Regions from separate parts of the Sus scrofa genome. Here region 2 is linked to region 1. Evidence: chromatin contacts called from public Hi-C data. All regions are on one chromosome and are shown on one strand. The core of a region is the stretch at or near the end of the contact, and the rest is flanking DNA. Distances in the headings are between cores, read along the strand shown. Region 1 has its middle 19 kb from the start of ID2. Region 2 has its middle 670 kb from the start of RNF144A.

Region 1 (5,561 bases), core at 2,650-5,149:
CTTGCATATGCTGCAGGTGAGGCTCTGAAAAGACAAAAAAGAAAGAAACTTGGAAGTTTCTCAGATATATGAGAACTGGCTGAGTGAAAACTACCTTCCCCTAAAATCCTAAGTGACGAGACATAGTTCCCAGCGCTACACAGCAGGATCTCATTGCTAATCCATTCCAAAGGCAATAGTCTGCATCTATGAACCCCAAGTTCCCCGTCCATCCCACTCCCTCCCCCTCCCCCTTGGCAACCACAAGTCTGTTCTCCACGTCCATGAGTTTCTTTTCTGTGGAAAGCTTCCTTTGTGCCATGTATTAGATCCAGATATAAGTGATATCACGTGGTATTTGTCTTTCTTTTTGTGACATTCTTCACTCAGGATGAGAGTCTCTAGTTCCATCCATGTTGCTGCAAAGGAAAAAAGTCTTTTAACAACTCCATTGTGGCTCAGTTGGTTAAGAACCAGACATAGTGTCCATGCGGATGCCAGCTCAGTCCATGGCCTTGCTAAGTGGGTTAAGGATTTGGTGTTGCCACAAGCTGAAGTGTAGGTCACAGATGTGGCTTGGATCCGGTGTTGCTGTGGCTGCCATGTAGGCTGGCAGCTGAAGCTCCATATCAAACCTTAGCCCAGGAACTTCCATATGCCGCAGGCACATCTGTAGAAAGAAAAGTCTAGAGCCCGTGTAAATTATATTTATAGGGAAAAATCATTTTTTTAAACATCAAATATCTTTGTTCCTATAGTTATTTTGGAACAATGTTCAATTTTTGCTTAATAATCTAATGACTTCTTTTTAGTGTCCTTTGTCCCATTATTACTCATGGATTAGGCCATTACATTAAAGTTTGTACATAAATTGGATATATTCACTTTATTTGCAGTCCTATCGTCTTTCCTATAGTGGCCGTTCTGTGGTCGGCCTTAGACTGTATCACCATGGGAGGTGCTCGGTGTTAGGTTACAATCTGAAATAGCACTGTACGTATTTTCTTTATATTCTATTATTGAACAGTGTTAATGCTTAGTAAATATGAATAGATGAGTAACATATGTACTTACAAAGTCATGACTGCAGCAGAGTTTTGTTTTTTGTTGTTTGTTTAATGATTCTAGTCGCTGTCTTCTAATAAGAAAAGGAAAGAAAATAGGCAAAATGGGACCCTTCGTCTTTCACGATGACTAGTTGCTAAAGGTAAGACACCAGCGGACACATCAGTGATGGCGGGTAGACAGTGGATTGAGCTGGTGGTGGGTGACAGTTTGGTTTTATGTAATTAACTGCCTAGTAATTCGAGTGCTTACTTAATCCAGACACTATTCGAAGCATTTCACATGGATTAACTCACTAAATCCCAACAAGCCTGTAAAACAAATACTGTCACTCTCCCTGGTTTGTAGATAAGGGGACCGAGATCCAGAAACATACACCTTTTCCATTAACAACCGTCCATGAGGTGTTTATCACTCGCTCCTAAGACTCTTGGCATTATCAGCATCATCTTCATTTTGAGAAAACTAAAGATTTGGGAGTCTGAGACCTCTCCCCACCCCGCCCAAGGTCACTGAGCTAGGAAACAGAACAAAGACACCAACCCTCCTTTGCTGACTCCAAGTCTGGTGATTTTCCCACCGCGGTGCCTGATTCCCTCAGCCCGGTACCCATCACGCTGTCTTCCGTGGGTCTCTGTGCCTCGGTTTCCACGCTGCGTTGTTGTAGAAAATGTGCGTGGTGAGTGTTGAACACATCTGAGCCGTCGCACTCTGCCGAGTGAGTCCCGGGTTTTCCCACCGAAGCCCGGTCTCCTTCCTCCGTCCTTCCCCTGAACCTGCACCCTCGATGCTGAAGGAGTCCGGATCCGTGGGCCCCCTGGGCCTCTAAGTCCTTGTGCATCTCAGAACCCGTCGCCTGGCTGGCCACACCGTCCTCACTGACCGGGTCTCCTGCACTGAGCTCGTCCATTAGGATGGACAGAACCAACTCGAAGTATTTACACTGGTGCTGGCGGGGGAGGGAGAGAGTGTGTGTGTGCACGTGCATGTGTGTGTTTAAATGTGACTTCGGCAGATGGCTGATCTGATCAGTCCCGTCCCTGAAATGGTGAGTCAGTCGGTCAGTACACTGCGGGTGACATGAGGACGGAGTCTCGGGCGGCCTGGGTCCGCTGTTTCTCCGCTGGCCATTACGAGTCGGCTTTCGTTTCTTCGTCTATTAGAAGCCCTCAGTGTCTGGCACGGCTTCCCCAGTGCTTATTACATGTTAGTCACTTGCAAACAGTCGCTCCCTGTCTTTGCAATAATCTGGAGATGCAGATATTTTGCCTGTCTCACAAATGGCAAAACCAGAGCTGAGAGAAGGGAAAAACCTTGCCCCATGTCTCACAGCCTTTCCATGTTAGAGCAGAAGCTTGAGCCCAGCTCTGACACCAAAGCCGACTCACGTATCCCCAGCCACGCCTTCCTTTCCAAGGACGATGTCAACGCGGTTTGCAGACCCCCAGGTAGTGGCCAAGGGGCTCCTGAGCGCAGAGGGAGAGGAAAACCTGCCGGTCACTTAGGCCCGCCGCCCGGCGCTCACAGCTGAGCATGTTGCAAAGTGGTCATGTTGTGACAGGTACCTTTGTGCTGCATCGAGTGGTTTGCCTTCACCCCGCTTTCAGCTTCATTTTATCTTTGTCTTGGCTCAGGCCGCCGTAACAAAGCACCATAGACTGACCATAGGCTTATAAACAGCAGAGATCTGTGTCTCACGGTTCTGGAGCTTGGAAGTCCAAGATCAGGGTACCAGCCTCTTGTCGCTGCACCCTCATCACGAGAAACCAGGAGTGTTTCCCTCCAGGACCTCCAGGTGCCGTTCAGACCTCAAAGCAGCCAGCGCACCTCCTAGAATTCAGTCTTCAGACCCTGTCCGCTCCCCGGGGACGGAGAGTGGGACCGGAAGTTCCAGGCTTTAATCGTGGTTTGGTCTTTCTTCTGAGCAGCCCCAGCCTGATGCTTATCCGGGCGCCACCAAGAGGCACCCTTAGAACAAAAGACTGTCCGATCACCCGGGGAAGCCCCGAGGAGTTTAGGGCTCTGCGTCAGGAACGTGGGCCAAAGATCCTATTTCTGTTTCTCACTGTGTCACTCTAATAAAGCAAATATCCATGAGCCACAGCAAGTTGAAGAAGTAGGAGCAGCCAGTATCTTAGAAGTCCTTCGTGTGTCTCTTCTGGAAGTGCCTGCAGACACCACTCTCTTGCCTCTTGTGACCGACCCTTCCTTGCGTACCCTTACGTGTTTCCGTCTTATGCGTGTGCCCACGAACAAGTGTACCTGGTCTGGACCTCATGTCAGTGAAGTCATACTGTCAGTGTTTATCCTTGACGTGCTTCTTTCATGACACACCGTGAGGCTTATCCCAGGGGACGAACGTAGGTGTCATTCGGGACTTTTCACTGCAGAGTAGTAGTCCGTCCTGTAACTAGGTATCTCGTATCTGTCTTGCTGCATATTGTTTTCAACGTGGATGGCAAAGTTTGCCTGGGTATGTGTTACCCATCTCCTGTTGTACACGTGCAAGAGTTTGAACTTTTTGGATGTGAGGTTTTTCTAATAAGGATTTGTATTTTTTTCTATTTTCGTTGGTTTACAGTGTTCTGTCAGTTTTCTGCTGTACAGCAAAGTGACCCAGTCTCTCTCACACACACACACAGAGATGAGAGTTATTTTTAAAAACATGTATTTTCGTGACCAGAAGAAAACTGGAGAAATTAAAGACTCCTTTGGTTTATTCTATTGCCACACCTCCCTGGAGGCAAGTCAGCGTCTAGACTGCAGCGACAATCATGAGACCTTAACCACAGCATCAGGGGCAGGGAGTGGGTGACCGCTGTGCACCCTAGAGACTGCCATTTGGAAACAGACTAAAACCAGGACCTTGGACTCTGGAATGAGGCAAGGAGGAAACAGCGGTGACCCTGGGCACTGACGTGATGGGGGGGGGGGGGTGGCAGGAGACCGCGCATGCGCTCAGCCAGCCCCAGGATCCCGCCCTCCCTCGCCTCCAGCACCAGCCGACAGCGTCCACCAGATGTCGGCCCCGCCTCACCTACAGCCTGTCCAACACGAAGTTCAAACCCATCCTCCCAGTAACCCCCGCCCCCCGCCCTGATGTGTGCTCCTCCTTGTCCCTGGTGCCATCACTGCTTCCATTACTCGGGCTCCGAAACCAGTTGCCTTTGCTTCCTCTCTCTCCCACTTCCTCGTCCCATCACTCGCCAGGCTCCTGCCTCTGCCCTTAGGATCCCTCCGCCTCGCATCTCGCCAACCGCGTCACCTGCCTCCCGCCGCTTCCCCGCTTCAGTCCAGTCTGTGCGCAGATGCCAGAGGAGCCTCGCAAAGCCCCGCGTTCGTGTCCCGCGCACTAGTGGTGATGACACCATCACGCAGCGTATCCGAGCCTAGTAACCTTGGATGGACCTTCAAGGGTCTTTAAGATCTGGTCCCAGTTTATTCCTGTGCAAATTGATTTCTAAGCTAAAGCCGTCCACTTAACCGAATTTGTCCTGAATATTACAAAGATCTTCAGGAAACTCAATTCACAGATGGTCCTGATTTTGTGAACTTGTCCCCACTTCCATCCAATCCCAAATACATGCCCTTTTCTTCCTCATGGGTCGTACTTTCTCGGCACAGTATCTCCTGGAATTGCCTGGGTTGTCTTTTAAAGCTTAGAAACTGATCACAGCCCAGGGGACTGTCCTTTTGAATCTTCGTGCGCAGCCACCACCGTCTGCAAGGCCCTGGGCCAAGGGTCCAACTTGAACGTGCTGCGTAGCAGGTTAATAGAATTTATTACTTAAAGAGCTGCAATAGGTTGAAAGATAATTGAATCTCAAACACTTGAGGAAAATGTAATGAATGATAAGTGATTAAGACTGTTATTGTATCATTTACACACAAGAGTCCTGAGCTTAGCAACATGCAGAAGCATAAAGCTTTCCACAGACCTTCAAAGTTTCAGGTCTAACACCCTTCATTTGTAAACTCAAAACCGGGCTCTGTTTTCCAGCATGTTGCAACTTGTTTTGACTTGCAGCAGCGTTAATCTCAACATTGTCTGAGTTAATCTCCTTCTAGCAGCCTTGAAAAGTAGAAGAATGTATTATTATGCATTGGCTTAAAAGAAAGTACCATTATTTGGAGCAAAGGATGTCAAAGATTATGGCAAGTCAAAGTTTCACATAAAATGTAAATGTATACAGAGGGATTTGACTGGAATGAAATGACATCAAAAGTGAGAGTGTGGCCTTGAAAATTCAACAAGGTATAGAAGACATCAATAACTATACAAGTAACATCATGACTGTGGAAAAAAGTCAGAGCTCTGATTCCAGCAGCGTGCCCAGGGCTGGGAAAAGAGGTGACTTTTGAGAGCAAACCATGTATTCTGCAGGACAACCTGAACACAAGCAGGACTCAGAAATCTGTGCTATGAATTTGAGTGACGAGTCGAGAAGCCAGAGGCTTAGCGTTTGTTCCAGTCTTTCAAAGGAAACTGGACAAAAAGAGCGGATTTGAGGAAAACA
Region 2 (5,480 bases), core at 433-2,932, 710 kb after region 1:
TGCAGGGCAGGAGTGAGGGGTCGCCATAGACCCCCCGAGCTTGGAGCCCAGGGTGTGCGGTCAGGAAGGTGACCATGACCGGGAGACAGAGATCTCCCTCTGCCCTGCTCTTGACGGATCCTTTCTCACTTGTCAGCCATGGTCCCTCAAGACGTCACCTCTCTGAGGGCTGCTGTGAGAATTAAGTGGAAGGACACAGGTGGCATGGCCGGCCAAGCCTGCCAACCAGTAACCATCCGCTGTATTCCTCGTTCCAAATACAGAGCAAGGTCCTTGAAGAGTGGGTCCCAGCCATCCCCCTTTGTCAAAGGGATGCTGCATGCAGCGGTTACAAGGCACTGAGAGGGACTTCACACCATGGCACGGTGGGTTAGGAATCCGATTGCCACTGCTTAGGTCACTGCAGAGCTGTGGGTGCGATCCCTGGCCTGGCACAGTGGGTTCAAGGATTCAGTTCCTGGCCTGGGAACTTCCATATGCCATGGGTGCAGCCATTAAAAAAGCAAACGAAAAAGAGTAACTGATGGGGTTCAAACCCTAGCCCCTCCCGGACAAGCTGTGTGTACGCGTTCCGAGGTTTGTTTCCTCACATATGTCCAAGATGTGGAAAATAGCTGCCTTTCTGTCCCAGTGTCAGGAAGGCAACATGGGTCAATACACACAGAGCATACCTCAGTGTCTGCCCAGGCCAAGAGCCACTGCCTCCACTATCGCACACATTGGTGTGTGGCCTCTTCCCCTTGCACAAATCACCTTTATTAGAGACCCTCTGACTGTCGTGGGACAGACCGGGACCCATCCGTGCCTTCGTCCTCACCTACCCATGGGGCCGCTTTGGGGTGGAATTCCACCCAGACCGCCGCTGTCTGTGGACACAGAGCTTCCTCTGGCCAGGACTGACGAAGGATGGCAGTGGATCTCGCTCCCCTCATTTGGTCTCTGGTGTTGTGCTGGGAGACACGTTAAAAGTGGAAGCTTGTCCAGGCCCCTCATTTCCTAAGGAGAGAGAGGCAGAGACCTTGAGAAGGTAGGGGAGTTTGTCTCCGGGCGGCCAATGTGAGAACCTGGGCTGGAATCCATGCCTCATGTCCTGGCTGCTGCTCTTTCCAGAACATGTTAAGAGGCAGCAGAGTAAACGGAAAGACCATGAACTTGGAGTCAGCAGGCCGGGTCCAAATCTTGGCTCCTCCGATGTGTCACCTGACCGTCTTTATCCAATACAGAGAGATATTAACTCCTTTCTCACGGAGCTGCTCTGAGGATTAAACAAGGTTCTGTGTGTGAAAGCACCTGGCTTGAAGCAGGTGCTTAATGAATGTTCGTTTCTTCCCCATCACGGTGGAACTTGTATATTTATAGATGCGTGGAAACAGGAGGGAGACCAGAAATAACAAAGGCTCCTGATGGAGCAGCTGGCCCAGAGCCTGCACTCAGAGGTGTGCACAGGTGAGTGCCTTAAGGCGGCGACCCAAGCAGATACTCAGCATTGGAGCAAAGAGCCAGGGGATCTCTGTCTTTTTTTTTTTTTTTTTCCAGGAACACAAACGAACTGGCTAGGATGCTGTGGGAAAGGAGAGGTGGGTTGTGAAACCCACAGGTGGCCCTGAGCATGGCGGTGACGAGAGTCAATGTCAAGGCTGTTTTCCTCTGGGCCATGCCCACCGCCAGGTTCACGGGGCCCTCCGCCAAGTCAAACAGGGCTCTGCGCAGTCAAAGCTGCACTTGCTCCAGGCGCTCCCGGGGACCAGCTTAGGACTCTGGGGTCAAACGTTCGCCCCCTGTCAATGGGAGGCCATGCACCTGTGTGGCTGTAATGCCCGCTGAGAAGCCAGCCCCTCTGTTCCCCCCAAAGCTCCCAGGTTTGCATATTCTTTAAAGCATTGAGCACTCAGTGAACGCCAAGCCCTCAGCCAAGTCTAAACATTTGCCTTGGCACTGGGCCATCCTAACACAGGGCCCCAGCGTTGTCCCAGGCTGACGCGCCTTAAAAGAGCTGCACGAGTTGAAATTCAGTGGGATCGTAAATATGCCAGGTAGACAGTTGAATCTGAAGATTAGAATCAAAGGGTGAGTTATTCAATCCAAGAAAAAGTCACGAATAAGCAAACCAGCATCCTGGGAGCCCGACCACACTTAAAAAGTCTTCCCTTCACGAATGGCCTGCTTGGTGCCCACACTCCGTTGTGCCCGCCTGCTTCGCGCTCATGACAATTAGTAGATATTATGCCTCTTTGCTGAGGCCTGAACTGAGGCTCCCAGCTGTGTTATAGCTGACTTAGCACAAGGTCAAGGAGCTAACATGTGATGGGGCCAGGGTTTAAGTAAGATGGATTTCATTGAATAAAAGAAAAAAGCTTAAGTTGTTTTTACCATATTCATGCTAAGAAACCAAGGTAAGTCAAAAAGAGATTAACTATCCTCATGAGATAAGAGGCTTAACAAAAAATGAAGGGACGTGTGGACTTCTCATTTAGCAGTCTGGTTTGCAGGCTCCTTACCTTAGCGAGGGCAGGAGACAGAAATTCAGGCTTCAGTTTATGGTCTCCAGTTCTTCTTCATATAGCCTGTGTCCTTGCCAACTGGATTATTGTCCAAATGCTCCCCAAGGCTTTTCACGGTGCCTTTGCCTTGCTGTTCCTTCTGCAAAGAATGTCTTTCAGATCTCTGATGCTTGACATCTTAACCAGCCTAATTCTCCCGCCTGCAAGACAGAACTCTCTCTCTTTTTAAAAGATTACTATTTTTTATTACAGTTGACTTACAATGTTGTGCCAATTTCTGCTCTACAGCACAGTGACCCATGTGTATATATTTATGTCTCATACTGTCTTCCATTATGATCTAACCCAAGAGATTGGATAAAGTTCCCGTGCTGTGCAGTAGGACCCCCTTGCTGATCCATTCTAAATGCAGTAGTTTGCATCTACAGATCCCCAGCTTCCAGTCCATCCCACTCCCTCCTTCCCTCCCCCAGCAATCACAGACCTCTGGCTCTTGCAGGTCATTCAGAGAGCGACATGCTCAGTTTTTTTGGGCCCCCCTCTTGGTTAGAGTATAGGTTCCTGAGTTCTGCCTCTGGAAATTCTGATTTCCTAAGTCTAGAATGGACCCCCCCAAAATCTATCTAAATCAACACTTAGGTGATTCTGGTGCCGAAGATCCATGAGCCAAGCATCGAGGAACACACGCCTAAGTTTATGGAGTCTCTCCCATTCGAAACATTGCAGTTTTTCTTCTTTTAGTCGTTGCTACGCATTTTTTCTTACCTCTTTAGGCTTGATGTGGGGGCTGCATCTTATCAATTTTTTTATTCTCCTAGTGTCAGACACCTAGTAGAGACTTCATAAATAGTTATTTAACTGAATTTATTGCCATTTTTATTAAAAAGAAAGTATTTGGTGAATATTATTTTGGTGCCCTTTCCCCCTCATGGCAGGTGAAGTGTAATTTGGGGGAAGCTTTAGGGGGAATAAAGATCACAGCTATGGAGACATGGGAAAATAAGGATGATGGAGAGAAGCATCAGTGAGGAAATTCTTTCACCTCCCAGGGGATAAATAAGGTGAACCCAACCTTGATATTTTGAGAGGAAATGGAAAAGCTTCCAGGAAGCAGGCTTTAGCACTCTCTTTTGATGCCAGCTGACTTTGAAGGATATTCAACCCTGGCTGGTTTGGAATCTACCTGGCAAGGAGAGACCGAATTACCTTGATTGTTTTGGGCCATTGGACCCTAACAGGCTGAGATACAACCATTTAAGTCTCTCAAAAGTTTATACATCTACACTTTCAGATAAATGAATGTATCTGCAAAAATTTCCAATACAATCGCCTATGTAGGGCCCCAGCTCAAAGCCTGCCAAAGTCCATGTGCATTTAAAGTCACTAAATTCAGGAGTTCCCATCATGGCTCAGAGGAAATGAATCTGACTGGTATCCATGAGGACGCAGGGTCGATCTCCAGCTTTGCTCAGTGGGTTAAGGATCTGGCAGTGCCGTGAGCTGTGGTCTAGGTCACAGAGTGGCTCGCATTCCATGTTGCTGTGGCTGTGGTCTAGACTGGCAGCTATAGCTCCAATTCAATCCCTAGCCTGGGAACCTCTATCAGCCGTGGCGTGGCCCTAAAAAGGCAATAAATAAATAAATAAATGAAGTCGCTTAATTCAGAGTTCATAAGGGAATCAGAGGCTTAGCAGAGGCTAACATATTGCAGTTTTGGGAATCCAGTCTCTTTGTGGTGGGCTTTAGAAACCTCAGCCTAAGTCACCAGCACTTCTTCCCACATCCTCGTCCTCTTCATCCGGAGGACGAATCCACGGGGGACTGTGATCTGAGTGTGTTGCATGCATCCCTACAGGACTGTTCCTTTGTTGTGCCTTCTCCAGGCCCCAGGAACTTTCCTTCACTCAAATAGCTAGGCCATCTTCTCCCTCCTTCCATCGTTTCTCCTCTTGCTCTACCTCTTAGAATAACTTTTAAATTACAATACTAGAGGCACTCAAAGCATCTTTCTCTTCCCTAAGATTACTCCATAGAGAGGGTCTAGTGAGGGCATTGCTAGGAATTAATTTGTAGTCATAGAACCAAGATATAAGCCTCCACTGTGGGTGGACTATAACATAACTTCTTTCATTTACTTGGTGTGAAAGGGGACCATAAATGCTGCATTTTCTGTTTCTTAAACGTTCAACAGAAGCCATTTTTGGCTTTTACTATCTCACTGGATGCCAGAGATCCTGGAGGAAGAGTGGAGAAACATGGGCTTGGAGTCTTGGGTATTTACAGCTCCCAATATTTACTCTGAGATTCTTCTAGGTGGATGTGTTGGGGCCACAACTCAGTGACTCTTCAATCTTCTATTCATTAAGCAAGAACAAACAAACAAAAATGAATACCTATTCTGTACCAGGCACTCTGAAAATTGCTGGGAAATGTGATTTTTTTTAAAGAGTTTAAAGAACTCATAATCTATGGGGAAAAATCTAATAAAATGAAACATTTTGATAAAACCAGACCATTGTTCCAAAGGGGGTACGGGTAAGGCTCAGGGACCTAGGAGAAAAGCCCTCCATGGGTCTCTGGCCTGGCTGTGGAGAGTGAGGGTCCTGAACCCAGACTGGCTGGGCTGAAATCCTGACACTTATTTCTCTTTGATTTTTTTTTTTTTTTTGACCACATTGGTGGCATATGGAGGTTCTCAGACAAGAGACTGAATCTGAGTCGCAGCTGTGACCTATGCCACAGCTGTAGTGACGCTGGATCCTTTAACCCACTGCCCTGGGCTGGGGATCGAACCCGTGCCTTCACAGCAACCTGCACCGCTGCAGTCAGATTCTTAACCTACGGAACCATGGTGGGAACTCCAGCTCTTTGCGTTTGTACTAGTTCCTTACCTCTCTCTGTCTGGTTTCTCATCTGAAAATTAAGGTCAGTAATGGCCCACCCCACATGGGGCTGTGTGAGGATTGCATGAGTTCATGT

The links. A called contact is a pair of places that touch in the nucleus more often than the background predicts.
Region 2: a contact with region 1 is called in a Hi-C map of liver, with 4 times the contacts expected there. A contact is called at or near these places in 6 of 47 Hi-C or Micro-C datasets (alveolar macrophages, fetal skeletal muscle, liver and 1 more).

Annotation. Positions count from the first base shown.
Region 1 is chr3:127,481,117-127,486,677 of Sscrofa11.1, forward strand. No RefSeq gene overlaps it. Among named protein-coding and RNA genes, the nearest start is that of ID2, 19 kb to the right of the region's middle.
Region 2 is chr3:128,196,914-128,202,393 of Sscrofa11.1, forward strand. No RefSeq gene overlaps it. Among named protein-coding and RNA genes, the nearest start is that of RNF144A, 670 kb to the right of the region's middle.